2 separate regions of the Gadus morhua genome follow, and region 1 is linked to region 2. A link is a contact called in public Hi-C data. All regions are on one chromosome and are shown on one strand. The core of a region is the stretch at or near the end of the contact, and the rest is flanking DNA. Distances in the headings are between cores, read along the strand shown. Region 1 holds the start of eef1e1 (eukaryotic translation elongation factor 1 epsilon 1). Region 2 holds the start of tmem14ca (transmembrane protein 14Ca).

Region 1 (6,495 bases), core at 180-2,679, 460 kb after region 2:
TTCTATTATGATCGCATTTCGGTTCAAAAGATGTCGGAAAACATAAATATTAAAAGTTTGTCTTCTCCTTCTCCTGAAGTTATGTAAACGTGTAAAATACCTTTACTTTGAGCAAAGCTAAATAATATAGGTCTACGATTTTCTGAATCCCTTTTTACTTTGCCAAACATCTGAATGTTGACACACTTTGGAGCCTCGAACATAGATGCCATCGATGGCTCTGAAATAGGGTTTCCCTCTGCCTCTTTATCTAGTTTGAGTCAGAAATGTCAATTCAAAAAAGAATACCAATAGGAAATTAATTTGATTTTGTCCCTCAACAAAGACCAACCACTGGGAACCGATTAGAGAATCCAGCTCACATCGTGACACTTTAACTCAGCTGTCACTTTCTATGGGGTAACAGAGACACACACACACACACACACACACACACACACACACACACACACACACACACACACACACACACACACACACACACGCGCGCGCGCGCACACACATACACACACACACACACACACAATGGGGGCCCACCTGGACCAGTGAGTTAATAAGCCGAGGTTTGAGTGACAAGTGACATTTCATTATGGAGAAGTCACAGGGGACAGTAGAAATCCAAACAGACGTGACACACACAGTGTCAAAACCAGGACACACTGCAGAGAGAGACATATATACGGCATGCGCGTAGGGAAACTTTGCTGCAGGACTTTATGCGCAAACTCTTTATAAGGACCTTTTCTGCTGTCATCTCGATTTGATTTGAAGCACAACCGCTCGAAGAGGAGCTGTGCTACAGGACGACATGTTGCGTTCATACTGGCAGTTCGAAATACCCCTCACTCCTGATCAGTTCAGTGGGAGCCACTCCTTGGTTCAGTTTGGGGTTTTAGTTTTTGTTTTTGTTCAAGTATTGCACACCCAAAGGGCTTTAAGGAATATGACTTTATGCGTAACCAATTTATACAAGGGGACTTCTTTTTGTGCGTGTGTGTGTGTGTGTGTGTGTGTGTGTGTGTGTGTGTGCGTGTGCGTGTGCCTGTGTGTGTGTATGCAGAGGTTTTGTAGTTTCAGTGAGGTACCAATGACATTGCCTTTATCAGTTTTTCTTCAAGGCATAGAATAATGGTATTCGTCATATTTCCCACAACTCTCATTAATCAAATAAGCTAAATGTTGTTTTTTACACTCTTCACTCTTTACATTGTGTTGACAGTTGCTAGTTGTGTTAAAATACGTTGGTTTGTAAATATGATTGTAAAGGGTATATCTAAGCCAAAATAGGATGTAGTTCAAAATCATTATTTGATGAACTGATGCAATAAAATGAAAGAAATAAAATCCGTTTGTCTGATACGCTGTCATTGGCTATACAACAGTCAATCTTATGTTTGTGGGCGGGAGCTGCGAGTTGAACCAATCATGTTCTACACACACCGTACGCCACATGAATGACAGACAGTAGCAAAGATGGCGTTGAAGGAGCTATCATCGCTGGAGAAATTTCTGGGACTAAAAAAGCATAACAAGTACAGTACACAGGGAGACAACAAGGTGAAAACACCCCTTTATCGGTTTGTCATTTACGATTGACCTCTTAATACAATTGTGATTAGAATAAGGAGTTACAGAAACAATGGGTGAACGCTGGTTAGCTTGTCAATGCTAGCCCCGGTTAATACAACGTACGTGTGCTAGCCAGCTGAGGTATATCGGCTGAGTTATTTCCCATATACGCTTGTAGATATTGGTGATAGCAAACGATCTCACACAATTCTGTAAGTTCTGTGTGAACAGTGGCTTGTATTGCTATGTATCCAATGTCCACATGTCAGCGATGACTGGATGGGACGTGCCTTTTCTGCGCATGTCCATCCCCCAGTGCATGCTGTGTGCTGACGACACACCCTTCTCCTCCATAACTTTCCTTCTATGATTTTACGTGTCATATCAACGATGCAAAATCAAATTGGACAATGACGTGTAATCACAGACAACGTAGGGTCTTCAATTCCCTCACCAGCTACCGACTCCAGAATGAGATTCAGCAAGCCTTTACATACAATCAAACAGAAATCCATCTAAATTATAAATGCAAAAAAAAGAAAACTGTTATTCTCAAGATGCCTTGTATAGTGTGTTAATTTATCATAAATCACAAGAACTGTAGATTTATTGCCCCTTAAACCTCGTCCTTGGCAGGTACCAGTGTTGCAGAGCAATAATGGGCCTATGGTAGGATTACTGACGGTCTGCAGCCACCTGGTGAATGAGGCCAAGCGCCCCGAGTTGCTGGGCACGTCCACAGAACACAGGGCCATGGTGCATCAGTGGCTGGAGTACAGAGTTACCAAAGTGGACGGCTGTACCAGGGAAGAAGCCAAGACCGTTCTTAAGGTAGAAAAGAGAACACGCACAACGACCCAGTTGTCTATGAATAATGCATGAATGTACTTCTATAAATAGACTGCTAACCAATTGTTATTAGAACTAATTGCAGTTTTGTTAATAACTAGATAGTGGTGTATGCACATATTGCAAAACACACAAAATTATTCTCTTTAATACATCCCACCCTAACCCCATCGCCACACTACACCTAGCAATAACTTTACCTTCTTTAGAATGGTTCAACAGAAGTGGTATTGTATAATACTTGCATAAGCGATCAAATCAACTACAAGCCAAGCAGGGTTAAACAGCAAAATACCCGCTCAGAAACAGACACCCCCACACACACACTGCACCGCCTTTAAGAGGCGTCAAATCGCTCTCCCTCCATCTCTCTTTCCCTCCCCTACAGCGGCGAGGAGATCCAGTGACAGTGTGGGTCTTGTTAAGGTACAAGTTACAGGAATACAGAGTGATGTATGGCCCCCTTCAGTGACACGGCCACACACACACACACACAACAATAAAAGGGCCTTAATGTGTTGGACACCAGTCAGTGTGAAATGGATTGCTGGATGCAAAGGTGCCTCGTGGCGTTGTTTGTGTCAGCGTGAAGGGTCTGTGAATGTGTGCGTCTGTCTCTGTGTGTGTGTGTGTGTGTGTCTGCCTGCGTGCGCGCTCGTGTCTCAGCGCGGCGCGCGGTGGTGTTGTGTCACGGCTGAGGCCTCTCGCTGTGATGCAGCGTGTCTCCGGAGAGGCCTTTTAAATATTTTAATGGTCCCACTTTAAAGGAGCAAGTCTCCCTCAGCCCCGTGGCTCTGCTGCCTGTCAGCCCCCTCTGTCCCACCCTGCTGCTTCTGCCCCAGCGTCCCTCACAGAAGCATCCTCTCGGAGCCCCGACGGTCACTTCCCATTAGTGGAAGAGCAGGACAGGAACTGTCAACAGCCAGGGTGCTTAAAAGTTAGCGTTTTGTTTCAGGCTTTCTTACTCCTCTCCCTCATGTACAAAAGTTGTCTCTAATGCTGGGGTTAAGTTTGATGGTTTGAAATCCACGACGGACTGACGGATGTTTTTGAATTGACTGTTTTATTAAAGGAGGGACAAACCACACAGTTTTGTCGAGGATAACTTCATTTACAAGCAGGTATTTTTGAAAAGTGAATCACAACGGTGCAGTCCCATCTCGGGGGTCATTGTACTTTATCTTCTCATAGTTGTTTAACTTTGTTCATTTGTGCCAGACACTTTAACAACTATTGCGTTGACTTAATAAGGAGGACTACACTTAAACGACATCATCCGGACTGATGCCCTTTAGTGGGTGTGAGTGTGTGTGGAGGAACCCAGGTTTGCAGCGCTGCGAGCTTGGTTAGGCAGCAGAGTTGCCGTCTCCATTCCCTGCTCGACTGGGCTTCAGCACCATGGCTCTGGGCTAACAGAGGCACAGATCTGATTGTGGCGAGGGGAGCAAGTCTGCTGTCTTCATGCCTTGCTTGGCATAGCCTACTCTTGCCGCACGATAACTCCATTTGCCCTCAAGACGCTCCGCGTGTATGCCGTAGCAATCGCACAATGTACAAGTGCTAAAGATGTTTCCGTCCCATGGGACCAGCTCCACGCACACACACACGCGCACACACGGAGCACTCCTGTTGTCTTGCGGATGGCTTCATTTAGATTTGCACTCAAGCACCCTTGTTATTTGGTAGCTGGGGAAACAAATTGGCCGTTTTGTACGGAATTATTGCTCAATGGCCAGTCATGGGGAGAGCATGTCCCCCCAGGTCATGTATTATTCCTGTACACACACAAACATACATTCATACATACACAAGGGTGGATCAAACACACAAAGTGCCTACTGAACATTTCTTTCACTCCTCCATGTGAAATTCCTGCCAAAGCTGCTCGAGCTTTTTGGAACACACAAAAATGTATGCAGAAGTTGTCTGAGCTTGTTTATCCTGACACCGGTTCCTTCTTCGTTAATTGTTCTTATGAAACAGTGCATCATTTTCAACAGGGTCACAAACGTTGGCTTTTTTACTTATCTTCCCTCATTCTCTGTGTGCTGATTCCACATGCATGTCCTAAACGATTTTCTCTGGTTGTCTCCTACAGGACCTCAACCTTTACCTGCAAGACAAGGTCTACCTGGCAGGCAACTGCTTCACCCTGGCCGACGCCCTCATGTATTACGGACTTCACCCACTGGTTGTAAGTGTTGTATTTTATACCCAGGTTTTCCCAGCAGGCTTAGCCTGGCCACGGCCCAAGGGAAGGAGTTGTCTAACGAGATATCTCGTCAGGATGTTCTTCAGAATGAAATGCCTTGAAAAGAACAACCTCTGTGCCAAATTGATTGAGATGATCAGTACTTTTTTGTATCGCCAATTTGTATCCATCTACCCCCACACACAACGTTCCCACTAACCAACACCAGTCATATGGCCGAGGGGCCGACCTGAGAACCACATGGTAGTAGACGCGGCTTTACAAACGCCGGACAAACCCCCGGGGTGCCAAGCCATGCGGCACAAAGCGAAGCCTGTAGCCCCAGACCACGGCCACGGACGACGACGGGCACGCCCCTCCCCGCAACCAAAGCAGTGAATTACGACCCCTGCAGCGGTGGGACGGACACAAGGGACGGATGGAAGGATGACGGCAGGGCAGGGAGGAGGACGAGGGTATCACATGCCGAGAGATGTCAACGGCTCTGTTGCCACCAGGCAGAAGGGGAGTCACTTTGGTTCCGCTGTCAGTGTGGTCTGAACCCCGGGGACAAGGGGTCAGCCCGCCCCTAATCCTCAACCACACAGCCCGTCCCCCATGCTCAATTTATGGACGACAACACTGAATGCACAAACACTGAGTGCCGAGCATAGAGCCCTGAGGATATGAGCTCGGAAGCCTGTCCACGCGGGGGGATTTCCATTTAGGGTCTTTCGCAGGGTGGTTAGGAACAAAATCGTATTGATTCGTCAAGCGCTCTGATAAGCATATTTGGGATTTTTACCGCAAACTGTGTCCGTGTATGATTGTATTGTTGGTCTTGGAGTATCCAAGTACGCTGTTTTATGGGATTCAAACAAACCTGTGTCACCCCAGCCAGCAGTGACTCAATGTGGGAGGTAGTGAGGCCTGATATGTGTTCCAGGCAAAATTCTCACTTTTCTAAGGCCATATTTTATCACAAGGTGACAATTGCTGCTGTGCGTTTTTGATCGCCAATAATACGTTAGGAAAAGTAAGCTGAACACACAATAATTCTTTGTAGCTAAGTCATTATAGGTCACTTTGAAAGTGTTGTTTGGAAATGACTGCCAATGTACTACTACTACCATTATCAGAGTGCACCTATCTGGATTATAAGTGCAAATAGAAAATGAAATCTACGTCTTAGCCATGCGTTTACTGTTGTTTAGCAGAGTTAATCAGCACCCCTCCAGCCAATCAGAATCAAGCAATCACCCTGGCCGTGGTATATCAACGCATCCCTACTATTACAAGGCATTCAACTGTACCACATGTGTATGAGGTCCTATACAGTAAAGTATACATCCCCAGCAGATCCGATTCACCTGAACCTTGTCCCCATGCTCCCTCTCTCCTCTCAGGTGGACCTGGCCGTCCACGAGAAGGAGCATTACGTCAACGTGACCCGGTGGTTCGACCACCTCCAGCACTACCCCCGCCTCCGCCACCACCTGTGCCCCGTGGTGGTGCTCAGAAACAGAGTGTACATCAGCGGACACCACTGAGACGTTAGATCCACCACCACCACCACCACCACCTGGTCTCCGAGCTCCCTGACGCCCTCACCGGGGTAGGGATGAACTCGGACCATCTTCTGGGAAAATGTGTTCACCTCCACCACCCCAACCCCGGGGAAAAGACTTGCTGCTTTTCACAAATGCCAGGAAGGCTTTCGTGTCTGCTTGTTCCTATATTGTCTTCATGTTTGTGTTAACTATTTCCCAGCTCTGACCTGTAATCGTGACTTGAATACTGAGGTACATGTGGTGGGTGAGGGGGCTTTCGTTTTTCAGTAAGTTATCCAGACAATATCAACACCTTCAGGGTCTGCTAAATGTTTT
Region 2 (7,312 bases), core at 697-3,196:
ATCAGAGAAAGGTCATACCGATGCTGTATCTCTGTTTATCTTTTTGGTTTGTTTACATGTAGGCCATAAAGATCATCTTTGCATTGAAAGTGATTATTTCCTGTTCTACTACATTCTTTTCAAATAATGGCAAATTAATTTGTATGATTCAGTAAATAAACGTAATTTTGTAAACATTTTACAATATACCAGAGTTTGTGTCCTTTTTAACCAAAAAATACACTACTATATAAACACGATTTGTTTATTCATCAACTTAACATTTTTTTTTACAAAACACATGCAAAGCATTTAAACAATATTAGCGAGTGTTGACAGGCTGGTCCTGAAGATATTGCAGAGTGGATTTCCAGTGAAAACTTTCCATAGCAGTAGAAATCATTTTAGGAGTCCTGGGGTTTCTGAAGCAACGCCATGCTAAGCTTCCCCATCATCAGAAGACTAAGAAAAATAACAAAAAGAGTAAAACAAACATGACATCATTTATTTTTAGGGCACAAGGAGCCATACATTTCCAGGTAAAATTGGTCTTTGTTTCAAAGCAGCAATTACCAGTCACAGTATAGCTGGGAGCACCCAAATATAATTTACAAAAAATGCAGTGTATGAGAACTCGGAATATAAAAACCAACATACATGCAACATGTATATCACATGCATGTGAATCATTCAGATTCCCCATGTGATATTTACCATGGTGAGAATCAATCCCAATGTGTATGGTTGTTACTGAGTGGTTAAATGAGGGTTGTTAATCACATGGTTACCTTGCTCCAGCGACCAGACCAGCGGGCATGAACTTCCTCGACCCGTAGAACCTCTTTCCCATGACGCCTGTCAGCGCTCCAGACGTAGCTGATAACGTAGAATTAAAAACATAGAGAAATGCGATTACACCTTATTTGAAACCGAAGAAGTAAAAAAAAATAACCCCCCGCACATCAATACAGAGAACATATGTTAGCTTGCTTACCGAGGGAGATCCAGATGTCAGTAGGGTCCTTGGACACCTGATAAGCACCGAGGCCGGCAAGCCCACCGAAGACTAGACCAGCGGCCAGGGAGGGCACGCTGCCTGGGCAGTCAAGGACAGCAGCAGACGCTTAGATTAAGTGGACAAACTTCAGGGGAACACGTATGATTGATAATAGTCATTCTTTATCTCACAAAACACGTAAAAGGCCTATATAGGGAGATAATTAAAAGGTTATATATTTACCAATTAAAATAAATACTAACCTGCTTTGACGTAGCCCATTACCCCCCCGGAGGCGACCAGGGCTGCGTACCCATATCCTACCCAATCAACAGACATGTTTGACACCTGTCAAACAGAATAAACATTTTTTAGTTTCTTTCCATTATGTATACAAAGCACTCTTGTATTGAGGCTAATTATGAACAACTAGAGCTCAATTAGTAAATTCTGAATAATCTTGAGTATGGCTTGTGCGTGCAACACTATGCACTCACAGTTGCAAACACATTGATAAGCCTGTCTGACTGCCCCGAAACCACACAGCCATTACAGAAAACCAACTGTGCAACCAAGATATTGGGTAACATCGTTGCACACACACAATGCTTTCAGAATGCATTCCCTTATCAGTTATCCAAACCATTTCAATGTCTACAGAAAGGAGGGTCTTTCTGATGTAAGAGGCAAGAGCAATGAGATAAGACAGCAATAGCTTGCAGCCACGGGGAACAACACACAAAAAAACAGACACAGCCAATCTACATTGAGTAAACATAGCTAATTATCGATGCATGAGTTATCTCAAGGTCATATTATTAAATTACCAGCGTGCGTACTGGCTCTCACCTGTTAAGCCCCAGTTTGTCCTTTACTGGTCCTTTCGCACTGGTTCTTGCTCTCCGCCGGTGATATATCTTTGCTGCACACATCCCCGCCGGAAAGGGGCTGGAGAAGTGCACTATGGATAATGAAGTCTCCTCATTTATGGGCATAGATTGCTTCCAAACCATGAACCCTCATACACTCTTCCTTTTTAGGGAATGTGCCTACATGTGCTAACCCTAACCCTAAAATAATTACATTTTATTTTACGTTAATGAAATATAAAGAACAGGAGCATATCTTCCAAAAATTAATACTGCTTTGAATTTATATCAACACACGATGGCGCTACAGGACTACATTTTGTTTTGTTTATGCGGTGGAGCGCATCAACTATTTTTCTTCCTCAGTCTCGTCAAGCGCGTGCGCGTGCACGGACTTCATTGTGACATACACGCGTCAATCAAGAACATCTTGATTGACAGCATGATAATTGTGTGAGAAATAGCATTCAAAACGTGAATTTCGTATTTATTTTATTCTATGATTGATATGGGGTTATGTTTCTTGGGTTTTGTTACTTTGGTCAATTTCTGATAAAATATGTGCGGATAAATTACATTAGGCTTGACGTTGGTTCTGTTTCAATACAAGAAATATTCACTTTATCTGAAAACTGAAATTAATGATAGTGCTTCCTCCAGAAGGAAGATGGCGCTAAAAGTCCATTGAAGAAGCCTCAGAGACAAAACGCGTTCAATAGGTCTAGAAGACGGTCCAATACTGGAAGAGCCTTGTAGGCTGTCGGGTCTATCATAATGTTAATGTACATCAGGATGTATATTTGGAAGTGTAAGGTGAATAGTTTTCCCTCATAGACCTCTGAAGGTTGATAGCCTAGTTCTACTATAAGGGAATAGGCCCACGCTACGACATGGGAAGATAAACCGATCAATAATTAGGCCAATAGCATTTTCGTAGGTTATATGCTTAACCATATACAGGTTATTGAATATATTGGCTATATATTCTCTTATTTTATATGAAGCATAAATAACAGGTAGCCTGTTTTAAAATAGGCGTTGATATTATTATTTTTTTTTTTATTACTAGGGCCAATTTGTATAAGCCTTCTTATGGTTATTATTATATTAATTATTAGAATTAGTATTATTATCACACACAAACGTACACATTCGTCCCGTTTGATGTGTATATAGGCCTACCCCTATATAGCTTTTTAGTTTTATTTTGGCGGAGGCCGCAGGAAGCAAGTTTGCTTCAAACCTGGCCTTAGACAAATGGAAATATGTTGAAACGGCATGACAGTCTTTAACATACAACGCATACACTATAAGATTGATTTTATAGCCTGCTTCTGTAGCCTGTAGATATCTCCGTGATCCGCAATGCTTCAAAAACCGTTGTTCACACACGCCACACACACACACACACACACACACACACACACACACACACACACACACACACACACACACACACACACACACACACACACACACACACACACACACACACACACACACACACACGCACGCGCGCACACACGCACACACAGACGCACACACACTTTTGTCCTGGCGTAGCCTATATCATGACAGGTATTCTCTTCTGCCGTTATTGATTGTGCGCTTTCTTTTGAAGATGCTTGTTCTAAATATTTGATCAATAAACCGCTGCCTGGAAAGTACAACTCGAGTCGACCGAAAAGTAAATGGGCACGTTGATTCAAAAATGTTCACATAGTGTCCAATAAATAAATACAAATAACGATATGTTAATATAGTTGCCAAAGCAGTCGGTGTGCCGTACACAGGGTGTTCTTGATAACCCTCTCTGGTCATTCAGAGACTTTGAAACAAGTAATTTGGACTAACAACCTATTATCACTTTGGTGCGTGTGTGTGTGTATGTGTGTGTGTGTGTGTGTGTGTGTGTGTGTGTGTGTGTGTGTGTGTGTGTGTGTGTGTGTGTGTGTGCATGTGTGTGTGTGTGTGTGTGTGAGTGTGAGTGTGTGTGTGTGTGTGTGTGTGTGTGTGTGTGTGTGGGGGGGGGGGGGGGGGGGGGGGGGGGGAGAAAAAGAAAGGGTGGGGGGCAAAGAGAGAAAAGGAGATCTGAGCTCATTTCGCACTTGGCCCGAGGGGCCTACACAAGTAGGCTATGTATTAGAAATAAACAGTGGATAAATAAATTATGACTCTTACAATACGTATGTATAGCCTTTGTGTAAACGCAATGATTTTGGCAGTTAACCTTCAAGTTCTGTTTTGACATTGTTTTATTTGAACTAATAATCACGCTCACACCGTCTATTTGGTTAAAACCAGTGGAAAGATATTAGGATCTAATTCGTTTCCGCATTAAAGTATAGGCCTGTACGAGGCTGTCGTACTTAGCTTACTTCCCGTTACCTGTTTGCAATGTTATGAAGCCTTCAAACGACTTATTCCAGTCATCATTTCGCTTTTACTACGACTTCTCCCAGGAAGGGTGTAGGTGCACACACGCGCTTTGCGCATGCGTCACCAGGTTGCCGAGAGCGCTTTTATGGCCAGGTGAGCTGATCTTGTCCAGGTAGTAAGTAACGAGTAACTTCTGTGAGTAAAGCTGAGATAGCAGGTAGCTCGAACCACCCGAGGTATCAGAAAAATGTCCATAATGGGCAAAATGGCGGAATGGCAGGTAGGCTATGTTCTGCTTATTTGAAACTAATGAGCGAGAAAAAAATGCGCTCGTTCGCTGTCATACTTGTTTGATTGACTTTTTTGAGGGCTGCACAAGTTGGTTTTTCTCCCGTCAAATGTACGTGCAGTATTTGTTTTCATTGCGTAAAATGTATGGAAAATATGCTTGTGATTTGATATGCCTCTTTACAAATATATAACCCACACCAGCCAGTTCCCTTGCTTTCATTTGTTTTGGTGAAGTGTCGTCTCTTCTTTGTGTTTATCGGTGCTCTGGTGTTTTGTGTCCAAATAGAATATTTGGAAAGTGACTGCATGTTTCTCTCACTCCATAGATATGTTGATAGTGTTCTAGGTAGGCTACACCTTAAGGCAATCCGCCCGCCGTTTATAGCCTATAATTAAACTAATTATCAAACATGCCATGAATTAGGCCTGTACATGCACAGTCCGATTTAGGATCAAAACTTGTAGACTTTGGAACAGAAACAGGACGAGCTGTAAACCTAAAATCCTACAGGGCTCGTGTTTGGAGTGATGTCGATGCTTGGGATGCGGGCGTCGGGGATTTGAAAGTTTAACAAAAAACAATTCCAAAATAAATACTTTCAAACTCAACATAAGTAAATCCATTGGGGGTTCACTTGCCCAGAAAGAAAGCGATCGCCATCAAAACAAAACTGAGACGGGCAAGATCAGCCCCCCCCCCCTGCCCCTTCTTCTGGTAGTTGTGCGGTTCATGCGTCGGATTTCATTTAGAACAACTGCTTGTAAATGTACCCCACCAAAAATGGTAATCCAGCTTTAAACGAAAGACCAACGCCTAAAGAGGTCCGGCGACCTGTCTGGTGACCCCCAACCTGCTAAGGTGAAGGCTGGGCCGGCGACAGGTCTGAGCCCGGCTCCCCCACCGCCGCTCATTCACATGAAACGAGCCCATGTTGTTGTGTTAATTATTTACATTCCCCCAATCCTGTGTCCTTACAGGTAGTCAATAGACCTGTATAGCCGCTTAGAATGGCTCACCTCTTTAGCATAACACAGAAAGATTCTCAAGGTCTACTCTCGGTCTCAATGGGTTAAAAATAACAGGTTTAGAAAAAAAAAATACAATAGTAGGCCTACAGCATAACATCGCCAGCCCCATCAGTCAAAGGAGACGCGGGAGATGGTTTGCGTGTGTGGCCCTTTTTGGGTCGTTCAATTCTTGCAAAAATTGGCTTGATCAATTACAAATCCATTGTGTGGAAAAAGTCTGAAAACATGTTTTAATTATAATAACATTCTAATAGTATCTGCACATAGGTTATCTTCACTCCGTTCTGAGGAAAGCATTGCCCAGAACTTGTATCTTCATTTGTTTAAGGATAGTAAAACGCATGTCTTGTGCTCGTGTAGGTTAAACTCGTTGCTAAATAGAAGAAAGTATTACACGGGAGGCTATAGTTTTTACCTGTGTGCTGTCCATTGGTGTTGTGAGCAGCAGATGGGGGGGAATCAGACGGCTGTTGATATGCTAATGAGGCCCTATGCCCGCGTTATTACAGCGCTGCGCGACTCGTTCACTTCCACCATTAGAGGGAGACCTCACAGCGCAGACAGACAAGTCCACAGCTTCAATAAAAAATTGTATTTTTTTCTGAGCGGGAGCCCTATTCACTGACTGAGAACAAGGCTTAGGCGATACTTATACTCAATATCCACCTCAGCAATCCATGAAAATGCTCTGGAAATTAACTGATAACATTAAATATGAAGAATGTGAGGTAAGGGACTTGTGATTTGTTTGTATGGTTATTTTTTTATACTTAGATATGATTATGGTGTTTTTTAAGATTAGGCCTATGTGTTTTTGTATACTGTCAGTTTTGACAGTTTCACATTTATTTAAAGAATGCTCAGATACTATTTAACAAAATTAGGCCTAATCATAATTCCATTCTGCAATTAATATAGTAGGGTAATAGACCAAAAATATAAGCAATTGTACGAATAAACTACAATTAAGAATAACCACGATACTTATCATATAATTTTCAAAACTATACAATGTTTTCATAATTTAGTTTTTATCGATAATTTTCTCAATAAAATAATAAATTGTATTTAGTTATTGGATGTATATTATTCGAATAAAATATGTTTGAACAATATCGATTTAGTTAAATGTTTTTATAAAGCATGGGTTTAGTATTGAGAAAATATTATTCCTGTGAATTAATACGCGCGACATCTTTCCTTTAAAACTGTAGTTCAGGGTCTATTCTATTTTAGTTATTGCATGTGCGAGCATAATGCATGCATGGCAAAGTGTCGATGATAATGCTGTTATAATATAAAAGTACAATATGTACAATATATAGGCTACAATAATATTGCCAAGGTCCAGCGTGCTGAAACCAGTCCAACGTGTTTTTATTCGTGCACAATGAGGGGCATTGCAGTGACACCACGAGCAGAAAAATAAAAGCTTGCATTTTATTATGCATGCTTTGAAATATAATATTCATAATTATTTAGTATCGCGTAGTCCTTTGGGTTTGAAGATGTAATCTTTGAATAAGATCGAATTAATAGGAGTCGATATGAGTTGTTGCATGCTGCTTGCAAAACGCGTGTGTTCGTACAATATAATAAAGGGTGTCTGTGTCTGTACGAGCGTTTTAAAGTATGGGCCACTAGATTCGAGAAGGGCTTTCAATTTATATTCCCTGCTTTTTTCGGAAAGAAAGTTTGTTCGCATGTCCTGGCTCTGCAGTCTGGTATTGTGGATTGATTCTTCACAAAGATACAGGGCAGAGAGGGC

Evidence for each region. A called contact is a pair of places that touch in the nucleus more often than the background predicts.
Region 1: a Hi-C map of gill shows a contact between it and region 2, with 7 times the contacts expected there. The contact joins the promoter of eef1e1 here to the promoter of tmem14ca in region 2. A contact is called at or near these places in 2 of 6 Hi-C or Micro-C datasets (gill and gonad).

Annotation. Positions count from the first base shown.
Region 1 is chr23:14,519,453-14,525,947 of gadMor3.0, forward strand. It overlaps eef1e1 (eukaryotic translation elongation factor 1 epsilon 1), which reads left to right and starts at 1,430. Exons shown (of 4, transcript XM_030349491.1): 1 at 1,430-1,557; 2 at 2,206-2,400; 3 at 4,517-4,612; 4 at 6,016-6,495. The coding sequence starts at 1,474. The coding sequence ends at 6,159.
Region 2 is chr23:14,055,727-14,063,038 of gadMor3.0, forward strand. tmem14ca (transmembrane protein 14Ca) reads right to left here and starts at 1,947. Exons shown (of 5, transcript XM_030349189.1): 1 at 1,826-1,947; 2 at 1,240-1,324; 3 at 974-1,075; 4 at 768-855; 5 at 231-441. The coding sequence starts at 1,315. The coding sequence ends at 384. It overlaps mak (male germ cell-associated kinase), which reads left to right. Exons shown (of 15, transcript XM_030349192.1): 15 at 1-186. tfap2a (transcription factor AP-2 alpha) reads left to right here and starts at 4,373. Exons shown (of 7, transcript XM_030349540.1): 1 at 4,373-4,504. The coding sequence starts at 4,472.